Linked DNA regions of Ovis aries: region 2 is linked to region 1. The links are chromatin contacts, called in public Hi-C maps. All regions are on one chromosome and are shown on one strand. Each heading gives the region's core, a stretch centred on a gene start, on an enhancer-like site or on the middle of the called end of the contact. The rest is flanking DNA. Distances are from core to core; before and after follow the strand shown. Region 1 has its middle 6.4 kb from the start of LRP3. Region 2 holds the start of SLC7A10 (solute carrier family 7 member 10).

The links. Hi-C and Micro-C count contacts between places; a contact is called where the count stands out from the background.
Region 2: a Hi-C map of liver shows a contact between it and region 1, with 1.8 times the contacts expected there. The contact joins the promoter of SLC7A10 here to the enhancer-like site in region 1. A contact is called at or near these places in 2 of 16 Hi-C or Micro-C datasets (hypothalamus and liver).

The regions. Positions count from the first base shown.
Region 1 is chr14:43,120,162-43,123,029 of ARS-UI_Ramb_v3.0, forward strand. No RefSeq gene overlaps it. Among named protein-coding and RNA genes, the nearest start is that of LRP3, 6.4 kb to the right of the region's middle. Within about 2 kb of position 1,445, at least 5 of the 54 cell types and tissues checked have an H3K27ac peak or open chromatin away from gene starts, as enhancers often do. A contact at or near this core is called in liver, where this site is marked.
Region 2 is chr14:43,155,616-43,158,483 of ARS-UI_Ramb_v3.0, forward strand. SLC7A10 (solute carrier family 7 member 10) reads right to left here and starts at 1,438. Exons shown (of 9, transcript XM_042231947.2): 1 at 1,178-1,438. The coding sequence starts at 1,328.

The sequences.
Region 1 (2,868 bases), core at 195-2,694:
TGCAGAGGAGGAAGCCATGATTCATAGCAGTTACTAACCTGCTCACGTGGGGAGTCCATGGGGAGACAGGTTGAATTCTCCGCAGGTTGACTCCAAAACTTCTGTGCTTAATCATGTCCATCTTCCTGCTTGTGGGATGTGGGATGCGTGGGATGACTTCTAGTGTGACTGGGACGATCCTAATCAGTGCTGTTGCGTCCTGCCATAAATACTGGTTGTTCAGTTTCTCAGTCGTGTCTGATGCTTTGCAACCCCAAGTCCTGCAGCATGCCAGGCTTCCCTGTCCTTCACTATCTCCTAGAGCTTGCTCAAACTCAAGTCCATTGAGTCAGTGATTCCATCCAGCCATCTCATCCTCTATGACCCCCTTCTCCTCCAGCCCTCAATCTTTCCCAGCATTGGGGTCTTTTCCAACGAGTGAGCTCTTCACATCAGGTGGCCAAAGAATCGGAGCTTCAGCTTCCACCTCAGCCCTTCCAAGGAATATTCAGGGTTGATTTCCTTTATGATTGACTGGTTTGATCTCCTTGCTGTCCAAAGGCCATAAATACTATTGAACCACAATGCTAGGATGCTCCTCTCTTTCACTTCTTCTCCAGTGTTTCTCATTTGATTGAAGAGAAAATCTTTGCTTTGAAGGTAGTACGTCTTTTTTTAAAGTTTTTTTTAATGCGCATCATTTTTAAAGTCTTTATTGAATTTGTTACAAGATAGCTTCTGTTTTAGGTGTTTTTTTTTTTTTTTTGGCACAAGGTATGTGTGATCTCAGCTCCCCGACCAGGGATCTAACTCATACCTCCTGCTCTGGAAGATGAAGTCTTTTCCGCTGGTCCACCAGGGAAGTCCTGAAGCTAGTGCATCTTTAATTCTCTAGATTACTTCCTAAATGTTCTCGGTGGTGAAAACAGGGATGTAGGCAAAAAAAAAAAAAAAAAGGTGCAATGTTTTGTTTGGATCATAGATCATAGTTCCTAAGTTATGGCTAGAGATCTGGATTTATGTTCAGGGTAATGATGTAAGATTTCTTTCTGAAGCAGAAACACGTAAGTATATTTCTTATTTTAGAATGAGCTGACTTAAATACAACTACTAAGTCCATAATAAAGGCTCACAACCCACCATGGTAGAGGAGGGGTCCTCCTAGCCTGGGTGAGTGAGCAGCACGGCAGTAGGCTCCCTATTGTCCCCCAGGAGTCCTTGGAACTCAACAGGGAAAAGTGGCCTCCCTAGGGGCCACCTGGGGCCCCTCAACAGGCTCTTTCGTCTTGCCCACATGCTGGAAGGGAGCTGAGTCTCCACTCTCTTGACTTCAACCATGAAGGAGACACTTTGGCTTGTGAGGGCTTGTCCCCATGCCTTTCCTCATCTCTCCCTGTGCCCTTGGGTTTCCCAGAGCTGTACACTGGCCTCTGGACTCAGGGTTTCAAACTGTCACCTTCATTCCTGTGGCAGCAATGAAGTTAAAGAACAAACAGTACCTGTTTACTCACCTCCGGGTTCTGATGTACTTTGCTCCATTAATAATTTAGTGAGGTGGACTGAATTGGATTGATTGCCCCCCCCAAATCAATATACAAAATGATTACTGTTTCAGGGTACTTCTGAGTGGTTCAGCAAGGCCGAGGGGGGGGCTTTTTGATTGAAAATTAAAACTGCACTCCTTATTCAAAATTACTGTGGAGAGGGTTATGTAAACCAAGGGGGTGACCTGGCACTAACATTTTTATTGCAGTAAAAAGCCTTTTTTTTTTTTTTTTTGCAATGGGGCTTTTACAGCATACTATCACTGTTCCAGGCCTATGCTTTGAAAATTACCGCTCAATACTGAAGGTAAAATGATTTTACTGCTGCAGGTCTATTAAAGTTGGAAGAACGAGCGGCGGCCTGGGGAGTGTCTATAGGTAGATGTACTTTGCTGCACTGAGTCCATTGCCAATGTGCCTGCAGATGCAGCAGGCAGGGTCCCTGGGCTGCCCAGGGTGGAGCAGGGCTCTGCTCTGAGCTTTGTGAGGTTCTGGGAGGGTAGGGATGCTGGGAAACACGTTAAATCCACAGCAGACACTTAGGCTGGCCACCTCACCCCAGAGTCCAGGTGGAAATGTTGTCACGACTCGGAATTTTGCCAGTTTTAGTACTTTTAAAAATACCTATTTATTTATCTGGCTATGCCAGTTCTTAGCTGTGGCACGAAGGATCCTCAGTCTTCATTGTGGCATGCAGGATTTTTTTTTTTTTTTTAAGTTGTAGCATGCAAACTCTTAGCTGCGGCATGTGAGATCTAGTTCCCTGACCAGGAATCGAACCCAGGCCCCCAGCATTGGGAGCATGGCGTCTTAGCCACTGGAACACTGGGCACATCCCTATTTTCAGTATTTTTCATTTGTGGGCAAACACCTATTACACAAAATTTACCGTTTTAAGCACTTTGAGGTGTACAGTTCAGTGGCATTAAGTACAGTCATGTTGCTGTGTAACCATCAACACGCTCCATCTCCAGAACTTTCATTTTCCCAAAGGGAAACTCTTTACTTGTTCATCAGTGACTCCCCGATGGTCCCTCCTCCCCCAGTCCCTAGCAATGACCTTTCTCCTTTCTGTCTCTGTGAATCTGATGGCTCTACGTCCCTCATGTAAGTGGAATCATGCACTATTTGTTCTTTTGTGACTGGCTTGTTTCACTTAGCATAATGTTCTCAAGGTTCATCCATGTTGAAGCATGTATCAGAACATCCTTCCTTTTTCACTGAATAGCATTATGTCTATGCCTATAACTATATATCACACTTTACTTATCCATTCATTTATTAATGGGCACTTATGTTGTTCTGGGCTTCCCTGGTGGCTCAGATGGTAAAGAACCAGCCTGCA
Region 2 (2,868 bases), core at 188-2,687, 35 kb after region 1:
CTGCACAGGGGCTGTGTCCTGGGGCAACTCTCAGTGTGAGTGTGGGGGTTGACCAAGAGCTAGACCCCAGACTTGGCCCAGGAGCTCCAGTGCGGGGGCGGGGGCGGGCAGCGGAGGAGGAAGTGAAGACCCCAGACTGTCCTCCTGAGCCCCCAGCTTTTTCCATCTCCAGGGATCCGAGATGAACAAGCAGCTCCCACTGACTGGGGATGGGAAGCATGAGCAGGTGATAAAGGGAAAGCAGTCGAAATCCACTCCATTCATCCTTCCAGCCCGTGTCTCCTGGGACACTGGAGGTGGAACAGACTCCTCCCACAAGGGTGTCTGGGGCACCTTGTGTGAACACAGGTCTGGGTTAGCCAGTTCCTGAGGTGTCCGTGTTCATGACTTGGGACAGCAGGAAGAAAATCCCACCACTGTTTTCACTGGGCCCTGAGCCCTCTGCCCACCCAGAAGTCCCCATATGTGGGCAGGATGTATGCACTCATTCTCAGGTGGGGAAGCTGGGCCAGAGAGGATGCGAGTGGGGTCCCAGCCCAGGAAGCCTCTCTGCAGGTGGGATCTGCCCACCCCAACTCAGCCACCCCATCACTGCTGATCCGCCCCCCTGCGCCAGGGTCCAGCTGCAAATCTTGGCACTAATTACATTCTCTGAACCCATTTCCACTCTGGGCTGTTTCTACCTGTCCAGGCTACCCACAGTCCCTCCTGCTTTGGAAGAATAAATCCTTCACACGCTCTGGCACCTGGACCCTGCACACGGTAGGAACTCTGCTGGAGCGACAAGACCCAGAACTGGGGGGGCCTTAGCAGGAGGCCAGCTTACAGTGTCCGCTCACTTGGCAAGGCTCCTGCACTCAAGGCAGGACCACATGTTAGAGATGATAAGACTGAGAGAAACTGCCCTGCAGAAGTTTAAAGAAATAAGGGTGGCAGGAGGATTCCAGCGGTGGATGGGACCTGCACCTCGTTAGAGCGCTGAAGTTCGGGCCACTTGGGAACTCTGCGGCTGGGGTGTGAAGGGAGACGCCGCATGTGCCGCGGGCGTGCATCCTTCATCCATGGTCCACCGTCGCGGACCGCTAGGCGCACCCGGAGAGGGGTGCTCCTTGTCCCAAGCCGCTGTCCGCCTCAGGCCTCACCGCCCCAGGCACCCGCCCGCCCCGGTCCCACTCACCGATGATGATGGTACAGGCGCTCACCAGCCCGATCTCCTTCTTGAGCGCCACCCGCTCCGAGGTGCCCGGGCCGGGACCCCGGCCGGGGGAGGGCGAGGGCGCAGGGCCCGGGTTCCCGCGCCCGCTCGGCTGCTGCGTGTGGCCGGCCATGTCGCTGTCCCGCCGCGTCCCCGCTCCCCGCGCTGCCCCGTCGGTCCGACCGGCCGCCTGTCCGTCCGGCTATCGGTGCGCGCCGCCCTCGCAGCCGGGACAGCGCCCACAGGCGGGCGCATGCGCGGGCGCGGGGCCCGGGCCCTGAGCCCCGGCGGCGGGGGCCGGGGAGGGGCGGAAGGAAGACCGGCCGGCAGCCCCCTCCCCCACCTTCCTTAAAGGGAACTCTCCCCCCCTCCCCGTGGCTCTCCCCGTCCCATCCCGGGCCTGGAAAGAAGGAGAGGACTTGGGGCAGACTTAGGAAGAACTTCCCAGACCCAAGAAGGCTTAAGAAGTGGGTCTTCCCGCTGCCTGAGTTACAGCCATTCCTGGGGTGGGGGTAGGGGAGCAGGGCTCAAAGGCAGGACTGTCCCTGCCCTCAAGGAGACTGAAGGAAGCTGGCCACCATCATAGCCGTCTGTGTGCTGAGATCCCCTGTGCGCCAGCGCTGCCGGACCCCTTACATCCTGGCACGGGTTCCTAGAGCGCGAGTGCCAGGAGAGGGATGGAGGTTGGGCCCATTCTCCGGGTGGACGCTGAGCTCCCGGGACAGAAAAGGGAGCTGACCGAGTGGCTTGCGCCAGGTGCAAACCCTTTCCCATGCCGCCTTGGCCTCCTGACAGACGCTGGGTGGAGGGTGTAGGAGCTACAGTTCTCCAAGGGGTATAGGTTGTGTCCGGGATCCCCTCGAAGGGGTCAGGAGACCCTAAGCCCACGCCATCAAAAGTCTGGGGAGACGGGGTCGGGGTGAAGACTTTGGAGCCCTCAACGGCCATCCAGAGGGGACCCAGTGCCTCGTGGGGGGCCTGGGAGGGCTTGGGCTCAAAACCCCACCTTCCCTCGCTCTCCGCCCAGCCCGGCTCTGCGCTGAGCCTGGCAGGTTCTATCCACAGGTGAGAATTCGGGCTCGGTGCACCAGAACTCGGGTCTCTGGCGAAGGCCCCGCGCAGTCCAGCCAGCACCAGGAGACGAGGCCAGCTCAACTGCCCCGGAGACGCGGAGAAGGGGGCCCTGGCCTCTGGGGTCACAGGCGGGGGTCGGGTGTGCAGAGTCCAAGGGCGGTTGCCGCTGCCTCCTCCTCCCGGAAGCCGTCAGGACTGCGCAGCCCGGCCCGGCGGAGCAGACACGAGGGGGGCCGCGTCGGGAGCCACCAGGGCGGCGGGAGGGGAGAGTCTGGCACGGTGCGGCCGGCGGCGGAACAGCCTTTGTCCCTTCCTGGCGGCCGCCGCGACGCGCTGTCCCCTGAATGCGGATGAGCCGCGCCGGGCGACCCGCGTTCCCCCCGCCCGCGGCCTCCGACGGGCGGACGGGGGTGGGGCGGGGTCTGGCCCCGAGCTGGGCTGCGCGCGGAGCGTCGGGCTGCCGGCGTGGCGGCGCACCGGCGTTGCAGGCGAGGGGGACCTTCGGAGCCGGGGGTGGGGACCTGGGAGTAGGCGTGGGACGACCCTGGCGGGACGCGGAGGGGGAGGCCGCCCGGCGGCGCTGCAGCCCTCGCGCTCCC